Linked DNA regions of Mus musculus: regions 1, 3, 4 and 5 are each linked to region 2. A link is a contact called in public HiChIP or PLAC-seq, Micro-C and promoter capture Hi-C data. All regions are on one chromosome and are shown on one strand. Each heading gives the region's core, a stretch centred on a gene start, on an enhancer-like site or on the middle of the called end of the contact. The rest is flanking DNA. Distances are from core to core; before and after follow the strand shown.

Region 1 (2,700 bases), core at 184-2,683, 1.1 Mb before region 2:
GCCACACCAACAGTCTAGCTACCAAGATTTTAGAGAAGTTCCCAGTACCTTCTGCGCTCCGCATCTTGAGGGTCTGTGCCTGGGAGGCTGATAGTGATGGACGACGGCGCTCCCACATCGTAGCGCTTCACTGTCTTCTGGCATATCTTTACTTTCACCAGGAGGCCGTGCACCAAGTTCGCTAGCAGCCCCACCACCGGTTGCAGGATCTCCGGGAAGAAGGTGGCAAAAGCAAAATGGTCAGCCATGTCCCCTCGGCCCCGGCTATGGCGCTGATAGAAGCGAAGATACACCCAACTGGATAGCAGCCCAAAGCCGTAGGAAGCCAGGGCTGGGCTCTGGAGCAGCGTGGCCAACCGGAGGAGTAGCAGCAACGCCAGCAACAGCATGGGAACGACGCTGACGCGGACCTGGGGCACTCGCAGAACCACACAGTCTCCCATAGTTTGCTTGAGGGCTACCAGAACACCACCTAGGAAACCCAGGGCGCCGTGGATACGAATAGTGAACAGGTAAACCAAGTTGAAGGAAGCCATGTAGGTGAGGAGGTAGGCGAGGGCCCCCAGAAGCCCCACTGACACATTCACCACCGAGAAGAAGATGAGCAGCTCCAAGGCTCCCCAGAGGGGCTCCAGTAATCGCCCGGCCACAACCACTGTGGCCAGGCTAATGGCCACGTCCCACACGTGCTGTTCCATGAGCCCGTGGGTGGCCAGGGTCCAGATCCAGAAGTTGGGTGGGAAAAGGTAGCCTGGGGTGACGGCCAGGCAGCCCGTGTCCACAGCGAAGGAAAGCAGGTAGAGAAACAGTACCACGGCGCACAGTGCCTTCACCACCACGCTGGCGCTGGCCAGGATGGCCCCCAGATGTTGGCGGGCACCAGGTAGGGCGCGTTGCATCTTCCTGGCGGACGTTGGCTTAAGGGAATGTGTGGAAGGTGGCCTAGGGGCCTCCCCGGGGCCTCGTCCCAGTTCGGCCCCGACGGGAGGCCCGGGCCCGGCTACTTCACTGGCTTCTGTTCCGTGGGAAGGCTCTGGTTCCGGTTTGATCCGGTTGTAGTTCCAAAGCGAGGAGAAAGTCTTCTTGCCGGGGACCTGTCGTTAGGCCCTGGGTAGCTTGGGCTCGCCTGCCTGCGGGTTCCGTCGGCCCAGCGGCCAGGCTAGCGTTAATCTCAAGGCTAGGCTTCCTCCATCCACTCTGAGACTCTGCGATCTGCGGGGAACTGGTGCCTCGTTCCGGCCCAAGTCAAGCCCGTTTAGCTCCGGCTGGGCTAGGGTTTTGGCTTGACGGTACCTCCTCCCCTCTCCGGGGCCGACAAACAGGGGCGCCGCGCCTGCGCGCCCCCGCCGGCGGCCGCGGCAGTACGCCCTCTGAGCGCTTGCCTTCCGGCTTCTCGGCATGCTGGGATACGGAGTCCTTGGGACCTAGCCGACCGGTTTCTTCATAGAACCACAAGTCCCAGAAGCTGTGCGCCGACCGGTCCCGTAGAGTGTACGGGCTAGGGAGCTTGGGAGTTGTAGTTTTCAGTGCTTACTCCTCCAGTTCTTAGGAGTTATGGAAGTTGAGATCAGTATTCCTGATGCAGTAAAGGGAGGTGTTAAGTGGGCGGGTTCAAGAGGTAGCACCGCCTTGGGCCACACACACTTGCTCAATTCTTTGGAGGAGATTGGCTCTATTTAGGATTTGTACAGGTACAGCAGTGTCTTTGTAAGCAGGTACATAAGAATGTGAACGGTTCTGATGAGTTGTACCAACGTGTGTGAACTAACCAGAAACTGTCGTCTGGCAAGTGAAGCCTAAGATGGGCTTGTTCAGTCATTTGTAGTCACTGTGTTATTGACCAAGTTCCCCGCTGCAATTTCAGGAGCCTTAAAAATGATGATGATGGCAGGCTCTTCCTATCTTAACGATCAAAGAAGGCAACTGTGTAAACGACTTGCCATTGTTGTATTGGGTGTTCGTTCACATTGTCCTTGTTCCAGCGAATTGTACTTGTAATTGTACATGAACTTTCCACCTAAGGGGGAATAAGGGTCAAGGCTGTGCTACTTCAGCGACTCTTTTCCCACTTGATTCCACTGGACAGAGAAATCTCCCTTGAGCTGGAGCGATGGATTAGCGGTTAAGAGCACTGACTGCTCTTCTAGAGGACCTGGGTTCAATTCCCAGCAACCACATGGCAGCTCATAACTGTAACTCCAGTTCCAGGGTTTCTGACACCCTTACACAGACACACATGCAGGCAAAACACCAATGAACATTAAAGAAAAAATATATTTAAGTCTCTCTATAAGTGCCAAGTTGGTCTAGGCTCAACTTTATGCTATAGTGGCTGTCAACAGGGTGTTTGAGATGTATTTAAAAGTTATTTTATAGCCGGGCGTGGTGGCACACACCTTTAATCCCAGCACTCGGGAGGAAGAGGCAGGTGGATTTCTGAGTTCGAGGCCAGCCTGGTCTACAAAGTGAGTTTTAGGACAGCCAGGGCTATACAGAGAAACCCTGTCTCGACCCTCCCCCACCCCCAAAAAAGTTATTTTATTTACATGTATGTGTGTCTTTGTGTGTATATGCCGTTAAGTGTGCAAGCCACCACAGAGGCCACAGCATGTCGGAAGCTGGATTTCTGAGCCACCAGATGTGGGTGCTGGGGTACAGGTTCTCTGTAAGAGCATCAGGCATTATTAACTATGGAGTCAT
Region 2 (2,856 bases), core at 203-2,702:
TTAGCGGACTGCATGGGAGGCGTCGGGCAGGCCAGGAGACCCCGTGGGTCCACCTGTACAGCTTAGCGCTCTTTCTTTCCTTCAGGAGCTAGGAACTGGGAATGGAGGCTGGAGGAGAGTGGGCGGGTGGACAGAGCCTGTCTGGGGACACAGGGTGGGGCAAGCCATCCTCTCTGCAGCCTGGGCCTGCCAGGGTGTGTGGGCCGCCCGCTCCCAGCCCCCCACCCTGAGCATGCAAAGAGAACAATCCCCTTGTGTTTGGGCAGCCTGAGCCTGCGTGCTGATGAAGGCTACGGGGTGGGGGCTGGGATAGGGGTGCTTTGAAACAAGAAGGGGTTCCAGGACCTAGAAAGATAATACTCTCAAATGGAAAAAACAATAGACCCTCCCAGATGTTGGCCCTGAGGCCACCAGGGTGACCCCACTGAACACTGAACGCCAGAGATAACTCCTGACCAAAGCTTAGTGTGTTTATAGGGAAGACAGGAACCCTGGGGACACATGCCTTGTTGGTCCAGGGAGAAGGTAACGTCTTTGGCTTGGTGGGAACCCAAAGCCACACATTCTGAGAGAAGGGGTGTGAAAGGACCAAGGTACATCCCCTGGAGGACCATTCCCTTGGGTGCCGGGGTGGGGCGGGGCTCTGGGTGCCACAGGTCTCAAGATGGCGGGCCTGGTTTAGGAGTGTGAGGAGGTGGGCACCTCCCTCTCCTAGCCAGGGATGCCTGAAGGCCAGGTTTAAGTATGTGGCGGAGTCCCTTCACCTCCATCCCCAGTACCCCAGCCAAGAAGCTAGGTCAGAGCTGGAGATGAAGAGCCACAGGAAGGGGGGAGAACACTGTGCTCCCAACTATCTCCATCCACCTTGGCCTGGAGGTCTGTGTCTGGCTCCCCGAAGGACTGCAGAGAATGGGAAGGGGTGTGTGTGAGAGCCAGGAGCTGCAGAGAGTGGCAGATGAGAACAGGGACGAAGTAGAACCCGAACCCGGGACATGAGGTCCAGAACTGAGAGCTCAAAGGACAGAAACGGCAAACAGGATGAGAGCTTCAAACCTGGTACCCAAGGTCCAAGAAACCCCTCCCTGTAGTGGGGTGTTCCCCTGGAAAACCAACGCCCCCCACCTGTACAGGCCTCAGCCGCATTGGACAGAAAACGTGTTCTTCGCAGCGCCCCCCCCCCCAGGACCGCGATCGGGTGCACACTGGAGCCGATTCCCCGCCCCCCCCCAGCGAACCCCCAAACTTCAATGGCCCGCGGTGCCCCGCCCGGCCCGCGCCTTACCTCGCTGGGGCTGTTCTGCGGCGGCGGCAGCGGCTGGGCCGCTCAGTCCCACATTGTCCCCGGGAAAGGCGGCCGCTCACAACTGCGAGTGACATCAGCTGCGAACAATGAGGGGTTTGACAGGCGCGGAGCCCGGCCGGCCCGGAGCCCGGCTCCGCGCCCCCCCACCCCCACCCCCCGGCCCGCCTGGCCCGGCCCCGCCCCGCCCCCTCCCCGGATCCGATTACAGCGCGGCGGGCCCGCCCCAGCAGCCCCAGTGCCGCAGCCGCCCGCCCCGCCCCGCCCCGCCCCGCCCCGCGCGGTCCGGCGCCCCGAGCATCCGTCGTTTCCGGGAGGGAGCGATGGACCCTTCCCATGCGGCTCACCAGGGGCCCCGGATCCTCCCTGTATGGCTCTCTCCCGGCCTGTCCTTCCCGCCCAGCGCTTCTGCGGAGCTCCCCGCAGCCTTCATCTCAGTCCTGGCCGCGCCTCCCGGCTTCTGTCCCACAGCCCTCTGCCCTGCCCCGGCTCTTGCTTCTTCACCATCCTTCACTCCGGGGTCCAGCCCACCTAGACCCGCTACCTCCGGCGTCCGCACTGTCCGACCCTGGTCCTGGTCCTCCCAGGAGAGGCTACCCGACCAGCTGGAGGAGGGGCATGAGAGCCGTTTGGCCCTTAAACAACCTGTCCCGTGATCCTTCCAATCTCCTGCCAAATTCCTTTTGGAGCTAGGGTCAGAGTGCCATTAACTCCTTTACTAGGAAAGGGATAGGTTGTGTGTGTGTGTGTATATGTGTGTGGGTGGGTGTGTGGGGGGGGGGGGGAATTGAGCCTGCCCTTCCCCCATCTCAGAGCAGATATTCTCCCCCTTTCAGTAATCGGCTCATATAGGTCCCACTGACCTACACCTCCCCCCTCAGCTGAGTCTCTTGGCACCTGGATGTATGTGGGTGGGGAGGGGAATCCAATCTCCCTTTCCCTCCATCTGGCCTAGTGGACAAAGGGCAGGGGGACCATTTGGTCCCGCCAGGGTGGGGGAGGAGCCCACAGTGGCAGTCCCAAGGGGAAGGGGGAGGGGCGGCGCTCCGGAGACAGCAAAAGCATGTGAGGTCTAATTGTATCACTTTATTTCAGGGACCTCCGAAGTCGGTCTCCTCTCCTTATCCCACTCCCAAACCTCAGGGCAGGAAATGGGCTTGGCTGAGAAGATCCGTGCTTGATTACCTGGGGAGGTATGCAGCCCCTAAGGGAGATTTGAAGAGCACCTCCCCTTCTGAGGAGGCCATTCTGGTCTGGGACCAGTTGCAACGGGTAGGTAAGAGAAATCTAGCGGTGGCCACATTTTTATCCTGGCAAGTGGATCTCTGTTTACAAAGATTCCCTCCATCCTTCAGGAAACTGCACATGTACCTGTGCAAACTACACAAGAATGTGGGACCCCTGTGCTGCTCCCAAGGGAAAGGTTCTGTCTGGGTGTGGGATGGATCTAAACAAGCAATACCCATATGCTGTCTGTGGTCTAAGGGGGGTGGGCGGCAGAAGGAATGGCTGTCCTGTGGAGCGGCTGAAGAGAGAGATGGATCAGAAAGTGAAGT
Region 3 (2,700 bases), core at 140-2,639, 1.4 Mb before region 2:
TCCTCAAGGCAGGAACATGGCATCCAGGAAGACATGACTTAGGAGGAGCTGAGAGTTCTACATCTTTACCTGAAAGCTGCTAGCAGAATACTGACTTCCAGGCAGCTAGGATAAGAATCTTATTGCCTACACCCACAGTGACACACCTACTCCAACAGGGTCACAACTTCTAATAGTGCCACTCCCTGAGCTGAGCATATGCAAACCATCACACAGGGGTTCCTTTTTGTAGCCCAGACTGTACTAGAACTCACTCTGTAGAACAGGCTTGCCTTGAACTCAAAGGTACATCTGTTTCTGCCTCTGGAGTGGAGGGATTAAAGTATTGCACCATCACTTCCTGTCTCCATGCCCAGCTTTTTCCAGTGGGCATTTATGGCAGCAGCATTTATTGATATTTTATTTGTCACATATGTACAGTCCCCTCAGAGGCTAGAAAAGAGCATTGGATCTCTTTGAACTGAAGGAACAGAGGATTGTGAACCGCCACGTAGTTTTTGGGAATTGAACCTCTGGAGAGCAACCAGTGTTTTTAACTGATGAACTGTTTCTCCAAGTGTCTTTCTTTGACCTTGAAGAATCGAATTAGGCTACAATATCATATATCGCCAGGGCATACACACAAGGCACCAGGTGGCTGGGATAAGCAAACCCCTCACAATATAGACAATCTACCTGAGAACTTGGGAGTCAGGTAGATCATTAGCTGGAAGATTCTGGAAGAGGTTGCGTATCAACAGTTACTTTGCTTTCTTTCCGTTAGAATTACGATGTGCAGTTTTTGTGGCGAGTCACGCGTGTCTACATTTATTGCCTAGAGCTAGCGGGACCTGTAGAAACAAGTTTTATTATTTTTTTTTAATGGGTTGAGCTACTGAACCTTTTTACACGGATGATTTCCGCCTGGAGTGTTTGACCAGAAGTCTGTCGGAAGGTAAAAAAGGACGAGTCTTTGGGTCCTAATACTTCAACTCAAGCAGTACTTTTGCATTTATTCTCTGGACTTAGGTAGAAGGGGTCTTATTTATGTAGCCGAAAAGCCAGCAGCCCTTTGCCGTAACGGAATAAGACCGGAAAGATCTCCTCCCATTTTCTGCACCCGAACTGACAATCTCTCTCTTTCCCAAGGGGCAAGGCAGGACCGTCCCCCAGCACCTGGCAGGGTGTGTCACTAGGCTGTCTAAGCCACCCGGACCCCTTGCACACTTGCGAGGAAAACACCAGAGAAGCAGTGACAGCACTGAAGCCAAACCATAACTCCCGGCAGGCCCTGCGGAGAAGCGTGCCTTCTAATTGGGCAGTGGCTAACAGCGTGCCTTTCCATTGGGCAGCAGCTCCACCAGCCGTCAAAGCCGCTGCGCGCAGGGCACGGCGGGAGAGGAGGCCGCGGGATTTGCGGCCGTACTTCATCTCCCGGCGGGCCCAGCGCTGAAGGCGGTGGCGCGACGCCTTTGTGGAAGCCGGAGCCCACCGGGAGGAAGTTCCGGTCTCCGGGACGCTGGGTCCGTGGCGGCCTCTGAGGAGGAGGAGAAGCGGGCCGCGGCGGCTACGCTGCTTTGGTAAGGGCCCAGGCTAGGAGAGAGGGCGTGCCCGAGCTTCTGGGACGGGGTCAGCGGGCCTGGCGGCTCTGGAAATCGCGGGCCCGCGCGGCCTAGCAGCCGTGGCTTCGAAGACACGGGGCGGCCGCGGCCTCGCTCGCTTGCGAAAACAGTCGTGTGTCGCGGGAGGCGCCGCTCGCGGCAGGAACGCCCCGGAACGGTCGCGGGCCCGGGGCGGGGCCCGAGGCGGCTGTAGAATTACCGGTCCCAGCGCGGAGCGGCCAGCTGTGGGGCGAGGGACCCGCGCGTGGCAGCGGTTCTGGCGCTCAGCTCTGTGGTGCTGCAGGAGAGATTTCTTTCTCTTTCCCCTTGTGTTTGTGATCTTGTCCTGAGAGACATCACTAGATACGGAACTCTTGTGCCCTGCAAGTAACCTTGGCCGCCCACCCAGACACCCAACCAGGAAGGTGCGAGAGTTCAGAACCTGGCCCACGGGCCCGTAGAACCGGGAGGTGGGCGAGGGTGACTGGTGGGTTCTGTACCGGTTGGGCGAATGTAGGAGGAGAGTGATGTTCCCACATATTCGTGCTTTAGATTCCTTTTGGCGTTGTTAATAATGTGCTTTTCTTTTAACTTTATAATTGACGTTGAGCTAATGAATTCAAGTGTGGGGTTGCGTTTCTTAATTAAAAACAAAAGGCCTTATTTGTAGAGCACATATACTTGAGGTAGTTTGTATATTTTCTCCTCCCCCTCACCCCCACCCTAGGCATTCTTATTAATTTCAGACTAATTGGATATAAGTTAAGGAGTAGGTTTTTTTTTTTTTCTTTTTTATCCGCTTGATCACCCAGGTCATTTTCTGAACTCTGGATTGTGCCTTAGGATTGTTAGTTTTCAACTTCCTGTTGACTAAATATGTCACAGTTAACATTACTAAGCTTGTGAGAATCAAAGGGGAAAGTGTCAACAGCTAATGACAATGTGGAAAGTAACTTAGCACTAAAATACTAACTTGAGGAAACATAGTGGTTGAATCTACTGCCAGGCTTAGTGGAGTTTAATCCTGAAGTTTAGGAGGATGAGGCAGGAGGATGTCAGGTTTGAAGCGCCCTAAGCTGCATTGAGACCCTAAAAACTTTGAGTCTGAATTTTATTTAGC
Region 4 (2,700 bases), core at 46-2,545, 1.1 Mb before region 2:
TCCTAGACAAGAACCCCAGAGCAGCTTTCTTTCTCCTTGTGAATGCTGAGATGCCGCAGCTCTTGCTCTCATGTGGCATTCTGTCACAAACTGCTACACTAGCTGAGTTTGTGACATACTTGTATAGTGAATGAGATGATCTGGAGGCACACACAGGCCTACAGTGCCATTTTTAAGTTCCTATATGGCCCAAAGCACCGATTCTCAACTCAAAACTATACATCAGAACTTGGGAGGCAGGGGCAGGTGGGTTGCTTGTCACAGCCTGGTCTGCATAGAGAGTTCTAGGCAAGCCAGGGCTGCAGAGTGAAACCCTGTCTTAAAACACAACAAAACAACCAAAAAACCAAACCAAAACAGAAAAACCAGGATGCCTAAGGTCCACTTTCAACAACGGAGTCAACAAGTCTGAGAGGAGAAGTAGGCGCGAGGAGACTGGAAGGTATATATTGTCCTGCGTGGTTCTGTTTGCTGGTAATTCCTAGGTCAGAAGGACCACTCATTGTGTGTGTGGCTGGACTCCATGTTTTAGCCTCTGCATCCTTGACTCAAAACAACCTTGACTGAAGTTTCAATAGAATTCCTACTAACAAGGAGCCTAACTAAGGTTCTAACTTTTTCTGGCCCCCTATTAATGTGGGAGACGTCACCCAGGAATCTAGAGGGGGAACACAGTGAGCCAATCGTTGGGAAGAGGCGGGCCTCGGAATGTAGGCTCAGAGCTCAGCAGGCACAAAGGCTTTTCAAGAAAGGGCACAAGCACTTTAAAGACAAACTTGAAGCACCTTCTTATTCACAGACAACTAACTCTGCCCAACTGTGCACGGACAGAGCGTGACAAGTGATAAACCATTTTCTCAAGCACTCTCCCTGATGGAGCAAGGCCAGGAGATCTGGTCTGCAGGATCATCACAACTGACCAGCCCTCCACTGCCGCTTGACCCGCAACTATGGTGCTGCCTCCCTTTCCGTAGTCGCTGGCTGTGTGGGGCCGCTTACTCACGCGCGCACTGTAGGCCCTTGCGCACGACGCCCCAGATGAAGTCTCCACAGAGGTCGCACCACGTGTGCGTGGTGGGCCCTGCAGGCTGGAAACGGTGGCCACGACCCGGGACGTGCTGCTGTGACGGATTGCGTGTTGTACCCGGGGCGATGCGCAGAGCGTTGGCACGCTCCAGCCGGGTACGGCCTGGACCGATGCGCCCGGACGGTGCCAGCTCGCGTAGTTCAATGAGTTCTGGCTCCGCCGACATGGCCCGGTCAGGCCGGTGCTGTAGCGGACTAGCAGCTAGTGAGTACCGAGCGGGCGAGGCCGCAGGGCGGGCCGCGACTTCGGCACCGCCCCCAGGATCCAGGCAGGGCGGCGGGAAAGAGCCGAGGAGGACGCGCTGGAACCCTAGGCGAGCCGACCGTGTGGACTTGTGGGCGGGGCACGGCACAGGGGTGGGCCCTTTCAAAGAGCCCCTTCCCAATCTTTCCGTCCAGTCTTCTCCCCCGACCCCAAGGATGACTGTACAGCGCCACACTGTTGCGTTTCATGAGTCTGCTTTATTGTGCGAAAGGAAGAGGGTCTCCACATCCGGCCCTTGCTTACACCCCCCAACCCTGTCTGCCAGTTTGCTGATGCTGTGGCCTGGTCCTCTGCGTATTCGCTGGGTGGGGCAGGAAGTGAAGAGTGTGGTGGTTTGCAGCTCTACTTGACTCAGCTGTGCTCACCAGGGAAATTGAGGTCTGACAGGGGCGAGCCACGAGTCCCTGAAGCTCAGTCACAGTCTGGGTGCGCTCTTCTGTCGGCCCTCGGCAGCTACGGCCTTCACTTGGCTCTGTCACCTTGGGCTGCTAGAACACATGTCTTTCCGTGCTTCTCCCAGTGCTTGACTTGACACTCCCTGCAGCGGGGTGGGTTGCATGACAATGACAGGGCTTGTAGGAGAACCCAGGGTTGGAGCTTAGGGGGGCAACTAAGGTCCCAGGATCGCCTCACCTGCAGCAATACCACACATTCTGGCATCTGGAGCAGCGCTTGGAGGCCTCTGCGTTGCAGTAGCCGCAGCGGGGCCTCTCCGGAGCTACTGCCTCTAGGACATCCAGCCTGTAGGTTTCAGCCCACCTGGGGGAGGAGTCGAGAAGAGCTGAATGGACGGACCGGGCAGGTAGGTGCACAGAAGCACTAGGTGACCTTCCCTCCTTGGTCCTATGCACGTGACTTCAGCCACTCAGTGGACTTTACCTCTGTGCTTGTTGACGAAGATCCTTCTCCGAGAGGCTGAATACGTGCTGAAGCTGGTGCTTGGCGATAGCCTGCCATTTCCCTTTGTTCTCTCTCTCCAGGCGATCCCAGATTTCTGGGATCTAAAAAAGTGTAATGGAGACAGGGAGGAAGGAGCCGGAAAAGTGGACCACCGTCCCAAGCACTCCCAAGCATGTTCTAGGGCCTTACCTGTTCTAACACTAGGTCCTTCTTAGGGGGCTGGGTTTCAGCCAGGGACAGGTGGGCCAGGAAACCCTTCAGATCGGCAAGATTGGGCAACTGGTCGAGTAGTGTGTCAGTGAGGAAGGCCTGAAGCTGCAAGAGATCCAGGGAAGGCCATTGAGAAACTAACTGTTCCTAGCCAGAGGGCCAAGAGACAGGAAGTCCTGAAATTGGGCTGAGCGTCCTTGGAGGGTTTGCATCTTACCAGCTCCCCTGTCGATGCCTGA
Region 5 (2,700 bases), core at 198-2,697, 1.1 Mb before region 2:
ACTGTCGGTAAACATCTTTCTCCTGCCAGTTTCGAACCCATACAGGCCGCCATTCCTCCCAGTCAATGACTGCCAGCCCCCCAGGCTCCTGGGTCTGGATGTAGCGTTCCACAGATTCCTTCAGCATGGGCAGGTGTGCACAGAGGCTGCCGTTCTGAGGCACACCGCCATGCACAGATGTCCCGGCTGCATCAAAACGTGGATACAGGCCTAGACGGTCGTAGTAGAAGGTGGTGATATTCTGGTTGAAAAAACCCTCATTCGGTGTAGCCTTCACATCGAAGGCCCTAAGGTCCAGTGGCACTTTGTGGCGTGGGGCACATTCTTGTGTGGGCACGTTCCATGCTACCACAAAGGGTCGGCCAGTGAAGATGGGCGGCGCTGTGGGCTTAAGCTCCCCGGCCCATGCTACCTCCAGCACTAGGGCCAGTGTGATGATGGGACCTAGTCCTGCCCGCATGCTGGGGGCTACAGGAAGTGTTACCTGCCTGGTAGCAGCTCAGGAACTGAAGAAAGTGTGAGAGAGAACAAGTCAGTCTAGCAAATTCCAGAGATGTGTACGCACCTTCATCCCACATAAACTCCCCAAACCCATACTGTGCGGCACACCATGCTCCTGCTCAGATGGCCGAGGCTGTAACAGGTTTGGGAGATAGCAGGATGCTGATGGGTAGGCAAAAGACCTTAGGGAATTTACCGAAACCACAGAGCTCTTTCTAGAGCAGGGAGCTGCCCGTGGTTGGGCAAGAATCTCCTTTAGGTCCATGTCCTTTCTGAAAAAGGGACTGATTAGGCTACCGACTCACTGCTAGAGTCACTTACATGCCTGTATACCATACAGTAAATAGTTTTAAAACACTCTGAACACCCCATGTCCCCCACCCTCATTACGAACTCAGAATTGATTCTGAGAAGAGACAGCATTTGGGGCACAACGCATACAGAAGCTGGGAAGCTGTTAGGTACACTGCAGAGGAACTGGTATCTGTGCAATGTGCGCCAAGCAGAAGAGCAAGAACGTCAGGACTTAGTCTCGGGCACCGACACTCTTAGGATAGGAGGAGGCGCCCCGGGGACAAAGGGGCAGCGGACTTCCCACCGCGGTGCTCGCCGACCTGCCCTTCCCACCACAGCCACCAAGAATCTGTGTGAGCACTTCGCGACCGGCCCACACCCTCACCTCCCAGCACAAGGGGTCCCGGGTAAAGAGTATTCCACTCCGGTCTTTGTGCGGGACCCCGCCCCCGCCCCGCACGTGGGGCCAGAGTTCAGCCGGGTGGGGGTGGGGTTCCTGGGTCACTTATGAGGGCGCCCCTAGAGATTCAGAGCCCATCTCACAGGAAGAGAGTCACCAGGCTTGCGACGCCCGCCCTCACCTCGAACCAGGCGCCACCAGGACCCACGCCAGGGCCGCCGCCATCCTGGTACCAACCAAGCCCGATCCGGCCCTTCGCCCAAGCACTGCCCCAGCTCGAGCCTCTGTTGGCTCCGCCCCGAGGCCCGCGGGCCCTTTAAGAATCCTGCCTCGGAGGTGGGTGGATGGCAGAATTTACGGCCTCGTAGGGAGGGTGTGTTTCTCTTCCTTTTTGCCAGTGCTGCGTTTCGAGTTCGAGGACCCTTAGATCTTCTGTAGAGGAACATAGTTATGTATCTGAGATTGAATACCTCCTGGAATGGGGATTCCCGCTGGTTTTAGCCACCAGAGCTAACCAGCCTGAGATATTACCCCCACAATCTGTCGTCAGTGGAACAATCCACTCTTTGCAGCTGGCCTCTTAAAGGGATAGAACATTGGATGGGGCGGGCGCGAGCGGAATGAGGGGGTAGTGGTGGTAATGGCATTTGAAATAAAAGCTTATAGCTGAAGCCTTGACTGGGGGTAGCTGCGGATTCAATCCCACCTGTCTGAATATGGACTCTAGCAAAGTGGGCCCTTTGTCTAGTGTAAGAGATTTTGACACGAGTGGATCCAGAACCTCTTGGAACATTAATGACCCGCCTTCGCTGAGCCCAGGTTCCCTCCACTAGTCTGTCTGCGGTCAGAAGGAAGCCCCGCCTTTTGTTTTGCCCGTCTAGAGGAGGGGGCCTAGTACAGCTTCTGAGCCCTCCTTTGGCAAAGCAGACATAGTGGTTGTCCTGGTAACCAGGGGGGTGGGTCGCTGCCTTGCCAAAGGGATTGAAGTTCAGTCGGGCCAAAGGGGAAAGTGATCTAGCCACTTTCACCGGATCCACGCCAGGGCTTGCCAATTTACTGGATTCTCCCCGGACCAGTCTCTGCGACGAGGTGAAGGTGGGATGGTTGTCCATAGGGGTACCCACTCAACTCCAAATAAAGAGCAATTTGCCAAAGTTTCGGGCCTGACTTCGTAGAAAGGAGGCTTCAGTGTCTCCCTAGTACCCCGACTCCATATTCTGAACCTTTCTGCCTTGCAATCCCCTTCCAGTGAGGACTAGGTTTAGACCTGTACCCTCGCCTCTTAGATCTGCTCTCCAATGCACGACTCAAATCTCCGAAAGTCCGCTTCTGGCCGCCAGCCCCTTTCCCTACCGCAAGCTTGGAAGCTAGGGAGCGCCGCAGGAGTACACGCATTTATGGCAGTGCGGACTAGCTTTATGTACTACTCTGCGCTCACCTGAGTAGAGTCTCTCCAGCCAGGTTCCTTGCGCCAGCTGCTGCCCTCTGGGCAGTCTGCTGGGGAT

Evidence for each region. Promoter capture Hi-C pulls out the DNA fragments that hold promoters and counts their contacts. A called contact is a pair of places that touch in the nucleus more often than the background predicts. HiChIP or PLAC-seq counts read pairs in DNA pulled down with a chosen protein or histone mark.
Region 1: a promoter capture Hi-C map of neural stem cells shows a contact between it and region 2. The contact joins the promoter of Tmem115 here to the promoter of Pcbp4 in region 2. A contact is called at or near these places in 9 of 39 promoter capture datasets (the 3T3-L1 cell line, cranial neural crest, frontonasal cranial neural crest and 5 more), 4 of 484 Hi-C or Micro-C datasets (B cells, the C2C12 cell line, CD8 T cells and 1 more), 5 of 115 datasets of contacts at active chromatin or transcription factors (embryonic stem cells, extraembryonic endoderm stem cells, pancreatic cancer cells and 1 more) and 3 of 9 other capture datasets (adipose tissue, liver and macrophages).
Region 3: a promoter capture Hi-C map of maxillary cranial neural crest shows a contact between it and region 2. The contact joins the promoter of Rbm6 here to the promoter of Pcbp4 in region 2. A contact is called at or near these places in 2 of 39 promoter capture datasets (the 3T3-L1 cell line and maxillary cranial neural crest).
Region 4: a Micro-C map of embryonic stem cells shows a contact between it and region 2, with 2.9 times the contacts expected there. The contact joins the promoter of Rassf1 here to the promoter of Pcbp4 in region 2. A contact is called at or near these places in 14 of 39 promoter capture datasets (the 3T3-L1 cell line, the C10 cell line, cranial neural crest and 8 more), 6 of 484 Hi-C or Micro-C datasets (B cells, the C2C12 cell line, cerebellum and 2 more), 2 of 115 datasets of contacts at active chromatin or transcription factors (embryonic stem cells and pancreatic cancer cells) and 2 of 9 other capture datasets (adipose tissue and liver).
Region 5: an HNF4G HiChIP or PLAC-seq map of pancreatic cancer cells shows a contact between it and region 2. The contact joins the promoter of Hyal2 here to the promoter of Pcbp4 in region 2. A contact is called at or near these places in 11 of 39 promoter capture datasets (the 3T3-L1 cell line, the C10 cell line, cranial neural crest and 6 more), 1 of 484 Hi-C or Micro-C datasets (embryonic stem cells) and 5 of 115 datasets of contacts at active chromatin or transcription factors (craniofacial prominence, embryonic stem cells, large pre-B cells and 1 more).

The regions. Positions count from the first base shown.
Region 1 is chr9:107,532,678-107,535,377 of GRCm38.p6, reverse strand. Tmem115 (transmembrane protein 115) reads right to left here and starts at 1,433. Exons shown (of 2, transcript NM_019704.2): 1 at 49-1,433. The coding sequence starts at 899.
Region 2 is chr9:106,452,434-106,455,289 of GRCm38.p6, reverse strand. Pcbp4 (poly(rC) binding protein 4) reads right to left here and starts at 1,452. Exons shown (of 13, transcript NM_021567.5): 1 at 1,283-1,452. It overlaps Abhd14b (abhydrolase domain containing 14b), which reads right to left. Exons shown (of 4, transcript NM_029631.3): 4 at 2,372-2,856.
Region 3 is chr9:107,871,508-107,874,207 of GRCm38.p6, reverse strand. Rbm6 (RNA binding motif protein 6) reads left to right here and starts at 1,389. Exons shown (of 21, transcript NM_011251.3): 1 at 1,389-1,559.
Region 4 is chr9:107,550,150-107,552,849 of GRCm38.p6, reverse strand. It overlaps Rassf1 (Ras association (RalGDS/AF-6) domain family member 1), which reads right to left and starts at 1,295. Exons shown (of 6, transcript NM_001243748.1): 1 at 1,004-1,295. The coding sequence starts at 1,253. It overlaps Zmynd10 (zinc finger, MYND domain containing 10), which reads right to left. Exons shown (of 12, transcript NM_053253.4): 9 at 2,441-2,566; 10 at 2,231-2,352; 11 at 1,985-2,110; 12 at 1,529-1,889. The coding sequence ends at 1,814. It overlaps Gm34106 (predicted gene, 34106), which reads left to right and starts at 2,013. Exons shown (of 2, transcript NR_168657.1): 1 at 2,013-2,153.
Region 5 is chr9:107,567,910-107,570,609 of GRCm38.p6, reverse strand. It overlaps Hyal2 (hyaluronoglucosaminidase 2), which reads right to left and starts at 1,447. Exons shown (of 4, transcript NM_010489.2): 1 at 1,377-1,447; 2 at 1-506. The coding sequence starts at 460.